Linked DNA regions of Sus scrofa: regions 1 and 2 are each linked to region 3. The links are chromatin contacts, called in public HiChIP or PLAC-seq maps. All regions are on one chromosome and are shown on one strand. The core of a region is the stretch at or near the end of the contact, and the rest is flanking DNA. Distances in the headings are between cores, read along the strand shown. Region 1 has its middle 530 kb from the start of ZEB2. Region 2 overlaps LOC106506174 (a long non-coding RNA gene). Region 3 has its middle 1.3 Mb from the start of ZEB2.

The links. HiChIP or PLAC-seq counts read pairs in DNA pulled down with a chosen protein or histone mark.
Region 1: an H3K27ac HiChIP or PLAC-seq map of alveolar macrophages shows a contact between it and region 3. The contact joins two enhancer-like sites. A contact is called at or near these places in 1 of 47 Hi-C or Micro-C datasets (embryonic fibroblasts) and 1 of 2 datasets of contacts at active chromatin or transcription factors (alveolar macrophages).
Region 2: a contact with region 3 is called in an H3K27ac HiChIP or PLAC-seq map of alveolar macrophages. The contact joins two enhancer-like sites. A contact is called at or near these places in 2 of 47 Hi-C or Micro-C datasets (embryonic fibroblasts and skeletal muscle) and 1 of 2 datasets of contacts at active chromatin or transcription factors (alveolar macrophages).

Annotation. Positions count from the first base shown.
Region 1 is chr15:6,964,237-6,967,771 of Sscrofa11.1, forward strand. No RefSeq gene overlaps it. Among named protein-coding and RNA genes, the nearest start is that of ZEB2, 530 kb to the right of the region's middle. Within about 2 kb of position 2,260, at least 1 of the 83 cell types and tissues checked has an H3K27ac peak or open chromatin away from gene starts, as enhancers often do. A contact at or near this core is called in alveolar macrophages, where this site is marked.
Region 2 is chr15:7,026,023-7,029,679 of Sscrofa11.1, forward strand. The region is part of intron 2 of LOC106506174 (a long non-coding RNA gene); the gene reads left to right. Among named protein-coding and RNA genes, the nearest start is that of ZEB2, 470 kb to the right of the region's middle. Within about 2 kb of position 1,484, at least 19 of the 83 cell types and tissues checked have an H3K27ac peak or open chromatin away from gene starts, as enhancers often do. A contact at or near this core is called in alveolar macrophages and skeletal muscle, where this site is marked.
Region 3 is chr15:6,239,184-6,243,068 of Sscrofa11.1, forward strand. No RefSeq gene overlaps it. Among named protein-coding and RNA genes, the nearest start is that of ZEB2, 1.3 Mb to the right of the region's middle. Within about 2 kb of position 2,183, at least 22 of the 83 cell types and tissues checked have an H3K27ac peak or open chromatin away from gene starts, as enhancers often do. A contact at or near this core is called in alveolar macrophages and skeletal muscle, where this site is marked.

The DNA.
Region 1 (3,535 bases), core at 1,010-3,509, 730 kb after region 3:
ACATTGAAGAATTACATAGGATAATAAAGATTTGAAAATGGTACAAGCAATATAGGATTTGTTAAATAAATTGTGATAGACCTATGTGATAATTTAGTATGTACCACTTAAATTTTATTCTAGAAAAAAGCTTTTGAGTTTGGGAAGGCTATGTTTATACCATATTGTTAACATTAAAAATTACATCCCAGTTTGAATAGAGTCAGAAATATATATGTATATTTGGAAAAGGTCCTACAAAAAACACATCAAAATGGTAATGTGTCCAGCTGCATTCAGCATCCAGCACCAAAAACATCAGTGGTGCAGGGGGAATGGCAGAAATTCAGTGTCCTCATGGACAGAACTCTGTGTGATTGTGGATGTTCTAGGTGTGTGTGGGCTGCTCCCTGGCCATCATTAAACTGCAAAATATTCTTTAAAAACTCCATTTTCTGCTTGACATGTACAGATTTCCTTTCTGTGGCTTGCATCAAGGATCCTGACAGATATAAGTTCTTCTTTATTTTTAATTTTTTTTGTCTTTTTAGGGCCACACCGATGACATATGGAGGTTTCCAGGCTAGGGGTCGAATTGGAGCTACAACTGCCGGCCTATACCACAGCCACAGCAACACAGGATCCAAGCCATATCTGTAAACTATACCACAGTTCACATCAATGCTGGACCCTTAATCCACTGGACAAGGCCAGGGAATGAATGTACCTGCATCCTCGTGGGTACTAGTTGGGTTCATTAACTGTTGATCAACCATAGGAACTCTGAAACAGGTCCTTCTTTAGAGCCTTTGGTAAAGGCCTGTGTGAAACACAAAGCTTTTTTCCAAGCCGGACTTCTGGGAGCATACAGGGAAGAGGTTAAGGTCATCAGTTAAAAATGATCAAAATAAGTTAGTCCCATGATTTATGGAATTACAAAATACAAATTCTCTGTCCTGAGATAAAATTTTGAGCAATGGCAGAGACCCTGGAAAATTACTGAGATAAACTGAAACTAAGGAAAAAACTAAGGGAACTGCTAAAACCTTGATTTCCCAGATCCCACTCAATGCACACTTTGACAAAGTTGTGTCAAATTTGTGCACTTGACCATGTACACCTTGACTAAGAAATGTAACAATTATTCCTACTGAAAGAGTTCCTTCCTTGGCACAACTCAATTTCAAGGCCAGGGTCCAGATTCAAGAATTAGGGCTTCACAAGACACAAATCAATGCAGACAACAGAACACAGGGCCACTGAAAGTTTCAGAGGGGATACTTGATTCTGACAATTGCCAGGCTCTGAAACCAGTATCAGTGTGAAGTGCTAAAGCTATTTCTACCCCAAACTGTCCTAACCTTCCAAAGATGTGAAAAGTGAAAAGAGTAGGTAAGTAGATAATCCCAGAGAACAGAACAGTGAGGCATCCATTTTAAAGAGTCAAAAAAAAAAATGTATTTTTAGATTAGGCATCTAATCTATATTACCCTTGCATCTCTCAACCCACACAGAGTTTTTAGGGAGTTCCTATGATCAGTGGACTGAGAAAGAAAAGCTCAGACCTGGTAAATGACAGGTCATATGATATGGTAGTACCAGCTAGCCATGTACTGCTATTCTGCTATAGCACCACTCAAAAAGGTAACTCAAAGACTATGCTAAAGGAATATTCTCTCTTACAGACAACATTTAGGGCAATAAATCTGGTTATCTACTTTACCTGGAAAAAGAAATTACCTGAGGGACAAACTTATTTATAGCGCTACTCAAAAAGGTAATTCAAAACTATGCTAAAGGAATATCCTTTCTTATGAAAAACATTGAGGGCAATAAATCTGGTTATCTATTTTACCTGGAAAAAGAAATTACCTGAGGAAAAATTTACTTATAGGCTATCATTGGTTATTTGGCTGGTTGGCCAGAAATTGGAAGAAGAGCATTGGAAGGCCGGTGAACATGGTCTGGGAAAATGTTAGGTGAATGTGGCAAGAATAGGCACAAATTATGAAGGTGTTTGAATCCCAAGTGACATGTTCAATGAAAGACATCCACAGCTGAGGAAGCTCTCAAGTCAGATAGTCAAATAACGTATATAATGGATATCAGACAGCATCCTTCCCCAGATACTTCAGTGCTTATTCAGTGGGTCCATGTACCATTATGCCAGAAACGGAGGTTTGCAAGGATTCAGCTTTATCCCCACAGTATAGTGTCCAGTGTACAACCTCAGTGGCTGATGTTTTACATCTGACATTGCATCACTTCCAAACAGAACCATGGCTTCCTGATATGCAGATTGAAGACAGGGAACCTCTATAAATTTGAAGGGGCATCAATCTACTTTGACTAGAATAGATATCTATTCCATAAATAGATTTGCTATGATGATTGGCAGCACTATCATCCATAAATTTATGAAAATATCTTGTTAATCATCATAGAATCCCACAACACACTGGAGCTCATTTCACAGCAAAAAGTGCAGCAATGGCTTTATATATGAGATTCACTTGTGTTGCAAGGTACCCCACTGCCCAAAGGAAACTGACCTAATAGACTAGTGAGTGGGTTACTAATGATTCACTTATGAAGTCAACTAAGAGACCACATCCTGATACTGTTGGGTGCTTTGAAAAAATGGACCAGTATAAGATTTATCTCTCCCAAGGAGAATATATAAGGATTTGGAAATAAAGAAATAGAAATAGTACTTACTATTTTCATTATTGCAGCAAATATCTATGCTTGCATCATTTTTGCTTCCTGTTCTTATAATTTCATTCTCTGCGGGTCTAGAAGTCTTAGTTCCCCAAAGAGAAATACTTTCACTAATGATACAATTGTTCCATTGAATTATAAGTTGAAACCACCACTTGGATAGTTTGGGTTTCTCCTGTCATTGATCCATGAGGCAAAGAAAAGGATGTGAGTATTGATTCTGTTTACCAACATGATGGAATTCACTGGGGACCTCCCTCCCTTAATAATTCCAAGCTCAGTAGTAAAATCCACAATTAACCAAAAGAGCCAGAATCAGTAAGTGTTCAGACCCTTTGGGAAAGAAGTCTTGGGTCACCAACCAGATATAGTATCCTGATCAACTAAGGTTCTGGTTGAGGGCAAGAGGAACATAAAAGGGTGGGTAGAGGAAGTACCCCCATGATCAGATACAAAAATGAGAGCTATACCAGCTCTGCATATTTTTGTCATTTATATATTAACAAAATATTCATATTTTACTATTTCCTCTTTCTCCGCTATATGTATGAAACTCTTCAACTCCTGGCGATGCTTAAGTTTGCATTTTCATGCATAAGTTGCCATACTTTGAGGCACCACACTTAGATCTGATAAAGAAGGCATTATATAACTTTATATCACCTTCAGGCATTCAACTTTGAGAGTGAAGAGTAAATGATGAGAACTATGTTCCCCTTTTGTGGGCATGTATGAGAGTGTCTTCATTTGTATTCGGTTTGTATTTTCTTAAGTGGAAGCATGAAGTTGCTGTTATGTGGGAATAAATTATATATGGTTGAGGAGAATGCATGCT
Region 2 (3,657 bases), core at 234-2,733, 790 kb after region 3:
GGGAACCTCCATATGCTGAGGGAGTGGCCCAAGAAATAGCAAAAAGACAAAAAAAAAAAAAAAAAAAAAAAAGAAAACCACTGTTATAATTTGTTGCATTTCCTGTTAGTTGTTTATGCAAGTATACCTACATATTTATATAAAGTTGCCATTGAACTGTGTTAAGTTCTTATTCTTTTTTACTACAATCTTTTTTACTACAACCTATTCTTTTTTACATACATATTTATATATAGCTGTCATTGTACTGTATTAATTTCTTATTCTTTTTTACTACAATCTTTTTTACTACACTTATGTTAAAAATCTTACTCTACATTGTTGGATATTCTTTAAAAACATAACTACAAAATCTTCCATTAGATGGGCATATCATAGTTGATTAACCTTCCCCAAATGTTAGGCATTTAAGTTGTTTTCACTTTTTATCTTACAATGAAAATCATTGCTAAAAATGTAATTGTACACTTAGGAATATTTCCTTGAGATCAATTCCTGAGTATGGATGTCCAATTCTTTTTTTTTTTTTTTAATGGCCACACCTGCATCTTATGGAAGTTTCTGGGCTAGGGGTTGAATCAGAGCTGCAGCTGCTGGCCCATACCACAGCCACAGAAACACTGGATCTGAGCTGCATCTGTGACCTACACTGCAGCTTGCTGTGACGCTGGATCCCTAACCTAGTAATTGAAGCCAAGGACCAAACCCTCATCCTCGTGGACACTATGTCATGTTCCTAACCCACTGAACCACAATGGGAACTCCTAGAGGTGCAATTTTTAAAGCTTTTGATTTGTGCTACAGTGCCATACAGGATGACTGTGTCAATTCACTCTACCGTGGACGTAGAAGATTGTCTATTTTTGATTAACACAGTTGTGTGTGTTACATCCATAGGATGGGGTCTCATAACACGAGTTTTTGTGTGGCTTCCTAGAGAGCAAAGGGGAAGGAGGGCCACCTCAATCTCTAATTTTCTTAACCATAGTCTTTGAATATTCTTAAAAGCTTAAATCTAGGCACTGTGCCCACCTTTTAGATGCACACAAACACACACACACACACACACACACACGGCCACCATGGTAAAATGAACCTTCTGATGACAGCAAACAGACTCCCACTGACATCCACAATCAGGGAAGGGAGGACTTCTCTGAGACCACTTGGTTATGAGCCAGCTGTCAAAAGGCCATGGAGAAGGAGAGCAAATCTTCAGGGGATCCTGCCTGCTTAAGAATATAGTTTTTAAGATGATAGAAGTGTAATGGAAGAGATCTTTCCCTTTATCTATCAGAGAAAGAAAACCGTTGCCAGGAAATGAAGTATTTTCAAAACCCAACAACAACAACTAAAAGAAAAATTTGCTCATTTTGCCAGCTAGCACAAGGAACTCGGCCGCCAGTCAAACGGCTCTGTGTCCAACTCAGAGCTGGATTCACTTTAACAAAAATTTCCCTCTTCAGCCACCTAAGTGTCTGTTGAATTAGGCCAGAAGCCAAGCGGGAATAGAAACAGTCACTCACATGAAATGTCCGTTTCCATTTGGATCTCTGTGGCCCTTTCCCATGTCATGGTGAAAAAATGCTTCCTCTGCTTGGATGTTTTCAGGATGCCTTGGTCTGAGGAGGAAGTCAGATTTGCTGTTCAGAAGGCGTCTATAGGAGGGGAAGCCACAGCTTTGCACACTCAGAACCAGGCTGTCCATGCCTTTAAAAAAAAAAGAAAGAAAATTATTCCTCGCCCACTCCTACCCATGATTTTGATGTTGAAAGAAACCTGTTGTGGTTGAAATGACTCGGTCAGTTCTTCTGGGATTTTCCAAAGTTTCCTATAAAAAGAAATCTGTGGGAAATGAATGATTGCATAATCACTAACATATGCCAATTTCTTTAAACCTGTTATCTTTTGGAGTTTTGAAACGCATTGTCTCAACTACTGAATTCCTATCTTCTAATAGTTTTAAGTCATGATGCAAATTGTATAGCCTCTCTCTTTTTCTTTAATATTTGAAGGGTGTCTTAAAGAAAAAATAAATACAACAAAAGGGAAGACCAGGTTGTGTATAAAGCAACACTAGCAGGACAGGATGATGACAGTGGGAAAATTAGGCAATTATCCAGATAGTAAGTGAAGGGAAAACTTGATTTCTTCAATTACCTATACACCCTAAAATAATATTATTTTTAGCCTGACTTAAGACAGTAAATGCCTCCTTTTTTTTTTTTGGAAGTGTATATTTGGCAAACTAGTAAGATTACTTATCTTTTTTTATCCACCATAGACACAGTATTTATTCATTTTTGCTTCAGAAAAATTAAAAAGCCTAGGCCCAGGAAAATATCTTTAAAATTGAAGAAAAGCTGGAGATAAAATCTTAAAGGGCATCCTATTTCTGTGTGGGGCTGGGTGAAGGAAATAAAATGGGTGCTGTTCACTTTCTATGAGGATGAAGATCACTGATGCATGCTCTTAAATTTATTAAATGAGTTATAGACAAAGAATTCCAGGAGTTTCCACTTTGGGGCAATGGGATCAGCAGCATCTTGGGAGCACTGGAACACAGGTTGGATCCCTGGCCCAGCACAGTGGATTAAGTATCCAGTGTTGCTGGGGCTTAGGTCTCAGCTACAGCTTGGATATGATCCCTGGCCAGGGGAACTCCATATGTGGAGCAGCCAAAAAGAAAAAAAAAAAAAAGAAAGAATTCCAGACGCTGCTCTTCCTGGCAGCTGTGGGGCAGAGAATCCATAGGTTTATCACTTACTGGTATCAAAGATCCCACAAGCAAATGGATGCTAAAAGTGAACCCATTCTTTTTTCAAATTTATCTCACTATGACTATGCTTTGTGGAAAGTTGAAGAGTCCAGTGAGGTTCTGATGATTGACAAGAGGGACATGTGTCACCACCCTATACACTAAGGCTTGCAGTAGCATCTGGATCAGGTAGGGATCCATGGTTCTTAACCTGGCTATACGTTAGCATCACCTGGGGAACTTCCAAACCACTCATGCCTCAGGTCTACTCGACACCAAGTAAACCAGACCAAGGGCATGAGATCAAGGCAGAAGCGTTTTCTTATAAGGTCTTTTAGTGAATCCAATATGCAGCCAGGAAGCAGCCCTTCTTGCATGCTGTTATGGCATCTAGGACTTTTCTGTCTTAAACCATACTCTTCTTGATTGCAGATACATTTTTGAATGTAGGATCTTAAGGATCTTTATAATATATAGACTATAAAGAGTCTTTTTTTTTTTTTTAACCTGTTCAAATTCCAGCTGAGGGGTCAGTTTATATTACATGCTACCTTTGTAATATAAACTGTTTTTTTTTTTTTTTTTTTGTCTTTTTACCATTTCTTGGGCCGCTCCCGCGGCATATGGAGGTTCCCAGGCTAGGCGTCAAATCAGAGCTCTAGCTCTTGGCCTACACCAGAGCCACAGCAATGTGGGATCCGAGCCGTGTCTACAACCTACACCACAGCTCATGACTACACCAGATCCTTAACCCACTGAGCCAGGCCAGGGACCGAACCTGCAACCTCATGGTTCCTAGTTGGATTCGTTAACCACTAAGCCATGACGGGAACTCCAGAATATAAAGAGTCTTTTGTGGAGCTCCCATCATGGCTCAGCAGTTAATGAACCCGACTAGT
Region 3 (3,885 bases), core at 933-3,432:
GGAACATCAGGCTGTGTTTCCATTGCCCTCTTTAACTGAATTTTCTAGTTAAAACTTCTCATCCAGTATCTGGGCAATGTGGTAAGCACCTGTAATTGGTTTCTTACTAAAAAATCAATGCTGTTAAAAACCCATTTCTCTGAAAGGAAATCTAAATATAAGCCCTATATAAATGGGTCTTGATGTGACTGTAATTTCTTAATTGGTTATACATATACCATTCCTTCTTGGGGTAGCCTTCACCTCCACACAGGGAAGGGAGAGCCAGGAGGGGAGAGACAGAGCCAGGCCTGTGTGGGCTGCAGCCTGGGGACCAGGGACCAATGTGCATCTGTAAGCAGCTTTAGCCCTTCTCTGCTGAAGCCTGGTCCCCACCAGGAGGCAGGCCGGCTCCTCCCCTCTCTTTAACCTCAGTGAGCTCCACATTGAGTTGACTCACAGAAAGGATAGAGGGGGACTCTGGCAGAAAGGGGCCACTGAGAATGCCAACATATTGTATTGTCCTTGAATTTCTATAGTTTCCACTCCTCTCTCCATTCTCTTGCAGAAAGCATTTCTCCTCTTATAAAACAAAGAAAAGGCACAAAGCAGTAATTACTTTTTTCATACCCTCTATTAATGTAAGCCCAGGAAATACCCTGCTTCCCCCTAGATTTGGGATCCAGCAAGCATTATTTTCAAATGGTCATCTTTTTGGGTTCTAGAAATAAAAAAAAAAAAAAAATCCCAATTCAGATCTTTTCAATCCATTTTCTCCAAACATTCATATTTGGAGTACTTGCAAACTTAGCACTCTGTAGCCTGGTATTCCTTCCCTGTGCATTTAACCTGTGAGGGGCTGAGGATCTAATGCCGAAAAGACTTGGGTGTGTGAGGATAGATGAACCAGGTCCCAGAATCATCAGGAAGACAAGTGAGCTTTAAAGTGCTCCTCTCTCTCTCTCTCTCTTTCTCTCTGTCTACGTCTCTGTCTCTGTCTCTGTCTCTCTCTCTCCATTATCCTCTGAAGAAGCAGTTTGGGCAGAGCGTGGACACTCTTTCTGCACATGGCAGAGGTGGTCTGCATCACATTTAGGCCTAAAGTTGTAACAGCCAACTTGTCAATGAAGGCCATTAGCGCAGATGTGCCACAGGCACTCGGGGACTGGGTGGCGGGGCAACCTCAGATCAGTGTGGGAAGAGCAGACATCGGGTGGTAACAACTTTCAGTCATTACTGACCTGGGCTCTATTCAAACCAGTGACCTAGAAATGAAGGGCTCCAAATCCCATTACTAATTCCCCGAGCCATCAAGTCTCCCCTATGGCCTGGATCTTGTCCTGAAACCCAGGTCTCCTGTTGAAATAGCATTAGACAGCAGCCACTGCATTGGCAGGCAAGGGTTTTAAAATAAAAGGGGGGAAGAAAGAGGAAAATGTGCACTTACAGAGTTGGCTTTAATTATTACTTTAAAGTTTTTCAGCTCCTTTAAACCTAAAAACCTGAACCTTCTTGAAAGTCAAAAGCTTGCCAGGAAGTACAAGAACGGTGTTCAAACAAACACAGCCTTCTATTTTGCTTGAATGGGAAAATACACATGCCCCCTCCCAAACCGAAGAATAATGAGAGGAAACCAAATGAGAGGAAGTTGTTGAAAAGGAAAGAAAGAGATTAAATGAGTATTGCAAGGAGGAGAAGAATATTTACTGCCAATGTAAGAAAAAGAGCTAAATGAAAGCCCCCTTGAACAGCTTTCCCCTCTCACTTATTATCTCTGTGTCGCTCTTCAATCCCTCTAATCAAAGAGGGACAATTATTTTTCAGTAAAAAGTAGGTTTTTTTGAATTAGGTGAAGCCTGTGCAGGGCAAGCTGGCATGTAAAGTTCTGCCTTGCTTTTTAAGCAAAAAGCTCCAGCTTTGCAAATAGTCCTGTAGATGGAGCTGCACTCTGCAATTCTAAGATCACGGCCCCAACAATGAAGCAATTGTTTCCTGTCTCCACTTAGCAATTCCTCCCTCTCTTTTGGTTCTTTCTGGTTGCATGTTCTATTTGTTTTAATGTATACCTTTGTGTAAAGCCTGTCTCTGAGTGGTTAGATACCCCGTTGATATGTGGCCTTCAAGGGGGAAAAGGGAGTGCAGCCTATTCCCATGACATCCTTGGGCTTTGTAGAGCCAAAAAAACCTTCTCAGGAACACCTAATCCTTGGGCTCTGGCCAAGTACCACAATCCCTCTGTACAACTGACATGGGCCACTTGGGACACTTGAGAGCTTTAGGTGTGTCTTTCTGAAGTCAGCCCCGGCCAAGCATGAGGCAAATGTGCCCGACCAAAGAAAATAAATTATGTGGACTCCAATTTTCAGCAGTTATGAAGTATTAAATTACACATGCAAAGAATTCACATTGGGATTAACCCTTTGGAACCAAAACACAATCTTGTCACAACACTTGTAAAAAGAACATGCTCTGTGGAAGGCCTGCCTTTCCAAAGGCACAGAGGTGGCTGACGGGAGGCAGAGATGCTAAAAGAAATAGGCTGTAATTAAACACAAATATGTTAGGCTGCTACCGGGGCATGGGAGAGGGTGTGTGTTTTGGGGGTTCTGTCCTGTCTCTTAGGATATGCTGCTCTCCATGTACTGAACATGTTGAGCATACTGTAAAGTTTATGAATCCACAGCCAGTGCCACTTTCGGCCCTTAATCAGAATGCATTTTATCCTAATTCACACAGCCCCTGTGGCTGCTTCTTCATTCAGATTTAGAGAAGTGGTTGAGAACCACTGGAACTTGAGTGAAATCACAACTACAGAACTCCTGAAAAGGCATTCATCTTCTGCTTCTGTGACTCAGTGAGTGATGGCAGAAAACATACTGCCCTGCCCCTTTCAAGAGTCCCAGGTTCCCTCTAGCCATTTGAAGCACTAAGCTCTTAGTACACGTCGTGGCTGAAATTTAACTTGTAAACTTGGCAGTAGAAAAGCAAAACATCGCTGTTTGTTTCCCCCTTGAAGCTATTTATTTACCAAATGACCATAGAAAGCCAATCTTTGACAATAACAGGAATAAATCAATTTTGAAGAGCTTAAAAGAATTTTTTTTTTGACAAAGTTAACTTTTTAGAAAGTGTGCATCTCAAGTATGCACAGCAGGTTTTGGGGAAACATGCAGCCTTACCTCTCTCCCCCCGAGTTCATTATCAGAGGGTGTGTGATCAACAGGAAGAACACTGTGTCTGGCTCTGATTCCCCAGAAAAATCCTTTCCTGACCTCACAGATGCCCCTTGAAAACCTTAATGCACAGCCACATGTCTCAGACACTCCATGGACCCCCATGTACTTGCCTTCTTTTAACCAAGAAGGAAACTGAGGCGGGCTGAGAAAACATGATTTGTTTAAAGTCACATAGCTAAGACTGTTAAGTCTTCTGACTTCTGGTGAAAATTGTTTCTAAAATAAGAAATATATAATTAGAGAAAAAAATCTCTATTTCCCTGTGCTTCAGCTGCTTGTATCCACACAGAAATGATCTTTTCAGACATTTGCTACTTTCAGTCATATGGAATATTTGGGGATGCAGACAGAGATTCACTAAAATAATTCAAGGGATAATAAGTGGATGTTTGTGTGTTTATATGTGTAAAAAAGGAACAGGAGAGAGGAAAAGAATGAGAGGAAGAGATGAAATTCCTGACATCATAGGGTTGTTGGGTGGAGTAACTAATAAAAGTAATTGCTAAGCACTGTGAAATTAGACTGCTGTGTAAAGCTAAACTAGGATGAACCAGAATTTGCAAATGTCATGAGACTTTTATTTTCAACAGGTGGCATTTGAGAATGCAAACTATACAAACACCCAAATGAGAGCTCAGAGTAAAAGGGAAGAATTTCGGGGATTTACACA